Linked DNA regions of Sus scrofa: region 2 is linked to region 1. A link is a contact called in public promoter capture Hi-C data. All regions are on one chromosome and are shown on one strand. The core of a region is the stretch at or near the end of the contact, and the rest is flanking DNA. Distances in the headings are between cores, read along the strand shown. Region 1 overlaps AKAP13 (A-kinase anchor protein 13). Region 2 overlaps AKAP13 (A-kinase anchor protein 13).

Region 1 (4,727 bases), core at 1,174-3,673:
ATTCCCCTGCAGATACTGAGAGATGAGTGTACTTAAGATGGTTGTGGTTCTCATTCATGAATCTCACCTGTTTTAACATTTCCCATTTTTTCAGGATTAAGCTGATTTATAAACTCCTGACAGTCCTTTGAGGTAGATATGAATACATGTCAATAAACACTAAAATTACAAGTTTCACAATTCAGTGATGAGAATGTGAATAATGCGAGATTCAAATTGAATTCTACCTGCAAAGCTGAAACAGTCTTGGAAGAGATACTACACTAACCTAAAATAATAATATCCACTGCTCAGTCTATCCAAACAGTTCTTACTCCTTCTTACTTGTCTCCTTTCCCAAGCCTGTGCAAAGGTGAGACACATGAAAGCTTGAGCCAGAAAGAGAGTCACAATGCCACTAAAAGTGAACATCACTGCTCTGTGAAACCACCTCCTGTGTATACACAGGGTTCAGGGCATAGCCCAGATCTTCAGCTTCCACACGCACATGCACACACACACACCTAAAAGCCATGGTGAAGCAACACCACCCAACTCAAAACTGGAAAGAGCAGGAGTAATGTCTTTGCAAAGAAATCTATATCGAATTGCTAAAATGACTCTTTACTTGGCTAGGACAAAGTGGAGACAACAAGAGGGGCAGAAATAGTAAGTGATTTGGGAGTATGGCTATGTGTGTGTGTGCACGTGTGCTGAGCAGCATAAGCATGCATATTTCCTTCTGCTGCTTCAGCAGCATTTGTTAGAAGGTACATGGGTCGATGAGTGAGCTACTGTCTGCTCTATTTATGTGGAACTAAAACAATGCCATGCATTACAGAAGGCAGAATGTCAGAAAAGGCCATGAAACAGATACCCAGGAGACGAAGCCAATCATTACCCCAATATTTTCCCTTCAGACATGAACTCACAATCTAAAGGAGAAACTATGAATCATCCTAAGTAAAATGTGCCATAAATCTGGAATTTGTTTGGTATGATTACAGGCTTCTTTTTCCAAAGAAAAACTGAGGGTTAAAAGAGAAGAGGAGAACTGAGGGTTTCCTGGCTCAGTCTTTATTAAACTTTGAGTAAACTGGAAGAGTTACTACTGATTGTGAACAAACTGCCTCACTCTACCGTCTGGAAATCCACCACATGAGGCTGGTGGAGACACTCTCTCACATTCAGGTTTTCTACTAGGCTCAAGTGGTCCACAGGATTATATTTTAATCCCTACAACTTTTCAGATAAAGCATCTAGGAAAAAAAAAAAAAAAAACACACAAAGGTTAATATGGACCATTAATAAAACTGAAATCACATCTACACACATAGTTATCTCTTACTACCATAAATTAGCTCTAGAGACATGATATTTTCAGAAACCATTAGTCTTATGCCTGCCTTTGTACAGACGAAATGCAAGGAATCAATGATGTCTACATCTTTAGGGCAAAAACATGGGGATGGGAAACCATATCTGATTTGACATAGCAACTACAACTTAACTTCTTTTTTCATGAAAACAAAAGAGGAGTTGTAAGGTTTTCAGCTAGTTCCATGGTGTTTTTCTTTCCCACTAAATTTCCTGGTAACAAAGAAAGAAAATAATAATCACAAGTCCTTTTAAAAGAGGAAGTTCTGAAAATTTTCCTGAGCTTCTTCTGAGGGAAATACCCCCAAGAGAACTGACACAGGGGAGGAGAGAGATGAACGGTTAAAGAAACAGAGGCTAAACTTTAGTTCCACTTTTCAAAACTAACTTCTGAATTTATCCCACAACCAGGTTCAGTTGATTTAAAACATAAATTTGAAGTAAATTATGGGGTAGGAAATCTGACCCTAACTGAGTGAATTGTAAGGAGCCCTGAGGTATGCTGACAATTAGCCACAGAATCAGAAAATACCAGGTTTGCATCTCACCTCCATTGCAGACAGGCTAGTTACCCTGAAAAACACACGATCCTGAAGCCTGTGTGTCTTGTGCGCAAAATGAGACTACCACTAGCCTTCCGGATTGCTAAAAAAAAAAAAAAAAATCAGAGATGGCTGTACACAAAGCACCTGGCATAAATCAAGCATCTAAAACTGGTACTTTATTATGATTGTTAGCTACTAAAATGCTCCTGTTCAGGTGACTCAAGGAAAACATCCCTAATACTCTACCAAGAACTTCTGCAGCAGGGCCCAACATAGCTTCTGAGCTATACACTGCCCTTAGACACTGCAGAACCAAAAAAAAATAAAGGCAAGGGGAAGAATGCCATATAAACAAAGCACAAGCAGGAGCACCTACATGAGAACCAAAAATTTAACTGCTGATGGTCCTCTTAAAAGTATCTAATCCAAACCTTTTTTAAGCGCACAGGTCAGGAGGTGTGTGCTCCTGAGGTCAGAGAGCTTTTTTGAGGCTCCTTATCACTGTATGAGGCACCCGTACCCATGGAAACGAAATATTGCTGCAAATAAACAAAGCTGCTAAAGCATGACCCAAGAATTACTTCATTTCCTATTAGGCTAAAAGTGGCATACATCCCATCCTGGCCTTCTCTTTTGAGGATGGAACAAATGGGACTTTGTTTCACTAACTATCCAAAAACGAACCTTGAAAGCGCTTGCTGGGCCAGCCAAGCCCAGTCCCATCTGATCATCTTCTACAAGAAAGGCTCCATCAGTAATCATGGTGGAAAATATAAAAATAATGCCTTTTACTACCTCAGTTTGGCATCAAAGTATTTAAGAATTTGGTCTTTTTCCTCCCATTGGAGTGACTATGTAGGGTTAAAGGAAATTTTCAGTCTTCAGACTCACACTTTAATAGGAGATAGGGTTATGTGCAAAAGTATTCATCTATTGCTATAGTTTTCAGTGGTCTAAAGGTAGATGTGAAAATCTGGTATATGTACAAAGTGTATATAGGAGCATTTAAGTAGAGAGAGAAAAAGAGCTGACAGAGGAATCATGTACATTTGGGGGGGGGGACTAATTAATGTTAAGGAAAAATCTGACCTGTAATAATCCAGCTTATTACTCTAAGGCAGTGTATCTCAACCTTTTATTCACTGTCAACCCCCAAGGAGCCTTTTCAAAGGTTTTTCTCTATCTGCCACCCCGACCCATAAAATTTTAACACCACAGATATACCACACATACCTGTGCTTTATATATAAAGTATAAGACTTTTTAACCCCTCCCCCAAGAACCAATTCTGACCCCTTGGGAGGATACTGGCCCTACTGTAATGCATGTGCTCATTTCTAGGGCTGTGCCTATAGATCCCAAGTGATGAGGTATACCACAATTTCCATATAGGCATTACAAAAGGACAGTAGACAGCAGATACACTTCCCTTCTTAGTATGTTTTACCAGGATAGCCGCTATATATACTGACTAGCACTGGAACAGTAATTTAAGTCTTTTAAAACATCAAACCATGTCTGCCTAGAGATAGCCTTTATAGAAAGAGTATTTTAGAATAGGGAGATGGTTAGAAAATACCCATTAAAAAATAACTGATCACAAAAAACAAACCAAAAAAAAGAAATAAAAAAAATAACTGATCCCTTTGGCAGAGAGAGAGGGCACCAGAATTCTCTGATCAGTCCAGTTAAAAACCAAGAACTTCTTTTCAAACATGTTAGTCGATTTGACAATCTCTAGACATCTGCTGCTTGCTAGAAACCACAGGACTTCTTGCTGAGACTTGAGCTGTAAGCACTGATTTTTAATTAGGCCCCAAAGGACTTCTGATGATGCAAAATATATTTTTTTCTTTTTTTATTTTGATAACAGATCTACTTTATATAGTACCTTGTCTCCGATGAGTGAAATGGAAAAGAAAAATACAAAAGAGATGAGTCAAATTTGGGGTCAACGAATGTTTACAGTTTTTCCGTCAAATAAGAACTCTTGCTGTGAATTCTACAATACTGAAGAAGAAAAAGATTTTGTTTTATGAAAAATTCTGCACTAAAGCCTTTCACAAAAATTGTAGGCAGCATCTACCAAAAAATCTTGTCTCATTTTCCATTCTACAATTAATACGTGCTTGGTCTAAACACACATTTATTTAAGGAAAATGAGCACAGTAAGAGAGAACCTCATATCCCCCCCAAGAATTATCTTCCAAGGATACTCAGATATACTTATGCTACTTGCCAGTTCTATAGTCTTTTAAAGAAAACCTCTCAGCCTCAACTCTAGAGAAAAAGCGCTATTTAATTAAAATGAGATCTGGGGTTAGATTTATTCTATATGAAGAGAAGAAAACAGAGACATTTTATTTTCATTTATTACAAAGGCAACACCTTTTCTCTTTAGAGAGATATTTTCACATCAGGCTGTACTTCACAGCAAATTATATTCTTAAATCAACCAATTCATAGATATTTTAAGTATTTTATTATAAAACTTGTTTGTCTTTGTCTAGTGTTAATTACACAAAGATACAGCTTTATTTTCAAAAGAGAAGACACTGTTTTCAAAGTCTTCACTATGCTTTTATTAAAAATTACTATGTGTGTTAATAACATGCTCACTGTAAAGCAGTCAAACAATTCAAAGGCTCATAAAGGAGTTCCTGTCGTGGCTCAGTGGTTAATGAACCCACCTTGTATCCATGAGGACGTGGGTTCGATCCCTGGCCTCGTTCGGTGGGTTAAGGATCTGAAGTTGCCGTGAGCTGTGGTATAAGTCACAGATGTGGCTCAGATCCCACGTTGCTGTGGCTGTGGCGTAGGCCGGAG
Region 2 (4,631 bases), core at 521-3,020, 83 kb before region 1:
AGGAACAGATCAGAATGCAGAATGAGCCAAAGAAAGTATACGGACATAACAGAGAATGAGAATTTCAAAGCTAATCTACAGTGAACTATTAGGATGTCAAGGGAAGGGACTAGAGTGGTAAACATGTGACACCAAAGGGACAGGCTTACGATCCAAATTATGTGATGACTGTCATAATTCATCTCTTCTTTTTTTTTTTTTTTTTTTTTGTCTTTTTGCTATTTCTTGGGCCGCTCCTGCGGCATATGGAGGTTCCCAGGCTAGGGGTCGAATCGGAGCTGTAGCCACCGGCCTACGCCAGAGCCACAGCAACGCAGGATCCGAGCCGCGTCTGCAACCTACACCACAGCTCACGGCAACGCCGGATCGTTAACCCACTGAGCAAGGGCAGGGACAGAACCCGCAACCTCATGGTTCCTAGTCGGATTCGGATTCGTTAACCACTGCGCCACAACGGGAACTCCCATCTCTTTGTTCTTATCCTAACCTTATCAGTATATTAAATACAGTTTACATAATATAATGCTTTTGAATCCATACTTAAAAATCTTAAAAGATTAACTCGCTCAATTAACAAAACATTTTGAGCGTTTAATATGACTTAGGGACACTGCTTATTGAGTGTTTAGATATAGTGAATAGATGAAAAAATTACAAACTCCTCAGTGTAAAAAAAGTAATCTTTCCCAGGAAAAGAAGAGTGAGAACATATACATCATCACCTGAAAAAAAGTGGCCTATACGCCCAATAATTATTTTTTAAAACACTGATTAAAAACAAACAAACACTGAAATTCAAAATGGAAGATAACTGGAGACCAGTTCTGAATGATTTTTTTTTTTTTTTAAAGAACTGTGGGGGAAATCTGCTAAAAAGTCTGTGACAAAATGAATTTAAATGAGACCATGCACTTGTCCAAAGTGCTGTAGGTGGAATACCTCCAAAGGGAAAGAAGTGACTGAGATATGACTGTGATAACTTCTAAGTCTCCTTCCAATATGAAAAATTTAAGACAAAAAATACACATATATATGTAAAAACTGATAACACACATTCATGTAATAAGAGGATAGCAAGAAAAAAAAGAGCTCTGAAAACATTCATAGCTGGGGCTGCATCCTACTACCTACCAGGGCTGAACTGTGAGAACTCTGGAAAATTACTGATGCTCTACATCGCTTTTTTCCATATATAAAATGAGACAAATACTGGGAATGTAAAGATTAAATGCCTATATCCACTTCATCCCACTTCAGACCACAAAACCATTTTTATCATGCCTGGACTACCATAATGGCAACCTAAATGATGCCCGCATCCCAGAATCATCTTTTAAAAACATAAACTGAGAAGTAACATGGCCAAGCAAAGCAAACCCCTCACCACAGCTGTCACGGCTCTACTCTTTTAAGCCTTGCTCATGATTCTCATCACAATGTCCCTACCCATTCTTTCCCACCGCAGGGCCTCTTGGATTTGCTGTTCCTTCTTTCTGGAACACACCTTCTTCCCTTGGTAGAGCTGGCATCTTTTTATCCTCTAAAGAATAGTTTTTTAAAGGCACCTCAGAAAGATCTATCTGAAATAGGTCTTCCCATCATTTCCTATATTGCACTATACTGTAGTCTCACACTGCTTATTTCTATCAAATCACGTACAATAATTTGTATTTTTTTCTCTATTAACTGTCTGTCTTTAAGCAACATGAGGACTTTGAAGACCCGTGTGCCCCTTAGACCGAGCACAAAGTCCGGCACGGAGCAGGTTATTAACACTGTCTTCCTGTCGCCCTCTTGTAGCCTTCTTCTCTATCTTCACAGCAAAGAATCAACACCAAACTGACCCGCCTCATTTCAAGCTGGAAACAGTATTTTCAGGATTCCTCATGTTTACTTAGTTGAAATAAATGCCTGTTTTCTGAGAAGTGAAGATTTCCCTACTAAAAATCTTTCATTATATAAAGGCAGCATGGTGCAAAAAAACCAAACACAGGTACATCTAAAAAACTAATTATGTCCTTTAATAGCCGTGGCCTTGTAGGACAAAAAAAATTCACATGGCTCAAGTCCTTCACATCCCTTACCCTGGCTCAAGAGAAGCCTCAAACTCTTCGTAGGAAAATGGGAGAAACAGTTGCCGCTGACAAGCCAGTCTCAAAGGAATAATGTATATGGAAGTGTTTTGTTAAAACTGGAAAACAGTCTCTACAAGGCCAATAATAAGCCTGTGTTGATTTAGCTCCACTAGTAAAGGCTTTCGTGCCCCTCGAGAGTAGAGAGCACCGCACATTTTGTTTTAAATGTAGCACATTCCTCACAATATACAGACTGGTCTTTTCTATCCTCCTTCCCTTTTTCCTTCTTTGCTTCTTCCCTAGACAGGTAAGATCACAGAGTCAAGCAAATAAAGGTCCTAAAAACTAGGCTCTCCTAAATATATGAGGACAAAAATTTTGAAACATTACTGTGATTTCATAGTGAAATCACATTTCAGAGAATGTAAAATCAATAACTTGGATCAAGTTCACTATGCCAAGTTGCCCACGACTCTCAGCCTAGGCCTGGAAAGTCAAAGCACCACCTGATAGTGATTATATGGGACAGTGATGCCACTCCACCACAAATCACGGCTCCTCTACCTAGCCCCTCGCACAGCTTGGTGTTATTATTCATTGGCTTCTGTGTCTAGCCTTCTGAGCCATTTTTCTTGGCCTCAATGGACCAAAGGGGGAAAAAATTAAGGAGTCTCAAGTAATAAGCTGAATTGATAAATCAATACAAGAGCCCTGCTATTTCCCTAACCAGGGCAGTACATTACTACTTTGCCTAGACTCTGCTGGCTCCACACCCTCACAGGTTCAGAGACTGAAGTTCTTTTGGCATCTGTGCAACATTTGGTTGGCTTCCAATTTCCCCTGCCTTTGTGAGAAAGCTGCTAAACTTCCAAAAAGTGTTCCTTGAGTCCAACATTCCCAGACTCCCATCTTATGGCTGGAAGACTCCTTGCTAATTTTAGATTCCAGGATGCCTTCTGTGAGCAATTAGCCATCCAGAGTCTCCGCCCCCATCCTGCTTAGACACCAACATTACTAATGGGAGAAAACAAACAAATACAGCTATTAACAGTCAGAGGCTAGACTTGAAAAGTAGTCAAACCAAGCGGAAAGGGTCACTTTGCCACTTTAATAAATAGACTGACCGGAGATCCTTCCAAAGGAAGTAAGTACTATCTTTCCCCTAAAGAGTTGTGAGTAGAGACTGCAGAAACAACAGATAGAAAAGATTCAGGCAAAAGACAGACTAAGAAACAGAGGCAGAAGGAGAGAGCCAGAGAAGGATACGCCACAGATAGGGGGCCTGGGCTGGGGATGACAGGGAGAGAGCAATAGGCAGAGACATCTCAGGAAAGAGCAACTCTGAAGATGAATTTCTCCCTCTATGATTTTCAAGGCTATGAGGTTCTCCTAAGCATAAGAATCCATTTCACGGCAAATAAAATGACACTGAAACACTAAGGGGCTCAATGCTGATTCTCAAGCACCCACTGTTTCTGTTCAGATATTCTCTCAAGAACCTTAAGATCACCAACCCAACGCCCTTCCCTTCCCTGATTCCTCACTGTTCTGACCGACACACTTCTCAGCCTTTCTCCCAAGGACCTAGTCACTGGATTCGAAGACACAGAGCCTGAGTTTTGGAATGGATGAAGTGTGGCCCCTTACCTTCAGCAACACCACGTCCACAGTCCTGTGCACCTTGGAGATGTCACATAGGCTGTAGCGCCTCTTGTGCCGTTCATACATTTTGTCCAAATGCAGAAGAGAGGAAACAAGATGCGAGAGATGTACCCACTGTCAACTTGGGGGGCCAGTGTGCTCGCCCAAGTCCAGAGTTCCAAATTTCTCACAGTGAGCTGGAGGGGACTTGTGCCTTCCAGACTCCTCTATGCATAAAACCCTCAAGGGGCTAAAAAAAAAAAAGAATTAAAAAGAAACCAAGCAGAATCCCAATTCCTTGAACCAAGAACTTCCTGGCAACTTCAGAGCACTGGGATGATGAATTTACAACATAAACAGTAAATGCCTCCTGATGCTATACTTTATGCAGATCTTGACGGAAGGAAAAGCACACGCCGTTTTCATCACTGGCGATAACTCCAGTAGAAAAATTAAGAATTAACAGGCTGCGCATAATGGCCGACACACGTGCGGGAATAGCCCAAAGCAGGCAATAAAAATCCAGTATGTACTTTGTCAGGAAAAGAGAAAGAGAAAAAGGGAAGGCAACTCTATTTCGAAGGGATGCTAGGAAAAAAATCTGTTCATTAAATCCTCTTGTTTAAAAAAGAAAAACGAAGACAAGGAAAATCAATTTTTCCTTTACGGGAAAAAAAAAAAAAAAAAGCTGAAGCTTTGAGATTCTGTTCAAAGTAAAGAGTCTTTAGTCAGCCTCTTGCTCACCAGGCAGTAGGGCTTGATTCCGATTTCAGTTGAAAATATCTAATGACAGCAGAGGGAAAAGAGGAGAGGAAGGAAAAAAAAAAAAAAAAAAAGACCACTCCTCCTTTTTGCTCCCTCCCTTCTTGGGCGCTGGCCCTTCCCTACCCCAGCCCCCTCTCCCCTTTTCCCTCA

The links. Promoter capture Hi-C pulls out the DNA fragments that hold promoters and counts their contacts.
Region 2: a contact with region 1 is called in a promoter capture Hi-C map of fetal liver, with 2.3 times the contacts expected there. The contact joins two enhancer-like sites. A contact is called at or near these places in 1 of 5 promoter capture datasets (fetal liver), 2 of 47 Hi-C or Micro-C datasets (heart right ventricle and liver) and 1 of 2 datasets of contacts at active chromatin or transcription factors (alveolar macrophages).

The regions. Positions count from the first base shown.
Region 1 is chr7:88,023,382-88,028,108 of Sscrofa11.1, reverse strand. All of the region lies in intron 3 of AKAP13 (A-kinase anchor protein 13), which reads right to left. Among named protein-coding and RNA genes, the nearest start is that of AKAP13, 140 kb to the right of the region's middle. Within about 2 kb of position 2,423, at least 31 of the 83 cell types and tissues checked have an H3K27ac peak or open chromatin away from gene starts, as enhancers often do. A contact at or near this core is called in fetal liver and liver, where this site is marked.
Region 2 is chr7:88,105,615-88,110,245 of Sscrofa11.1, reverse strand. All of the region lies in intron 8 of AKAP13 (A-kinase anchor protein 13), which reads right to left. Among named protein-coding and RNA genes, the nearest start is that of KLHL25, 180 kb to the left of the region's middle. Within about 2 kb of position 1,770, at least 21 of the 83 cell types and tissues checked have an H3K27ac peak or open chromatin away from gene starts, as enhancers often do. A contact at or near this core is called in fetal liver and liver, where this site is marked.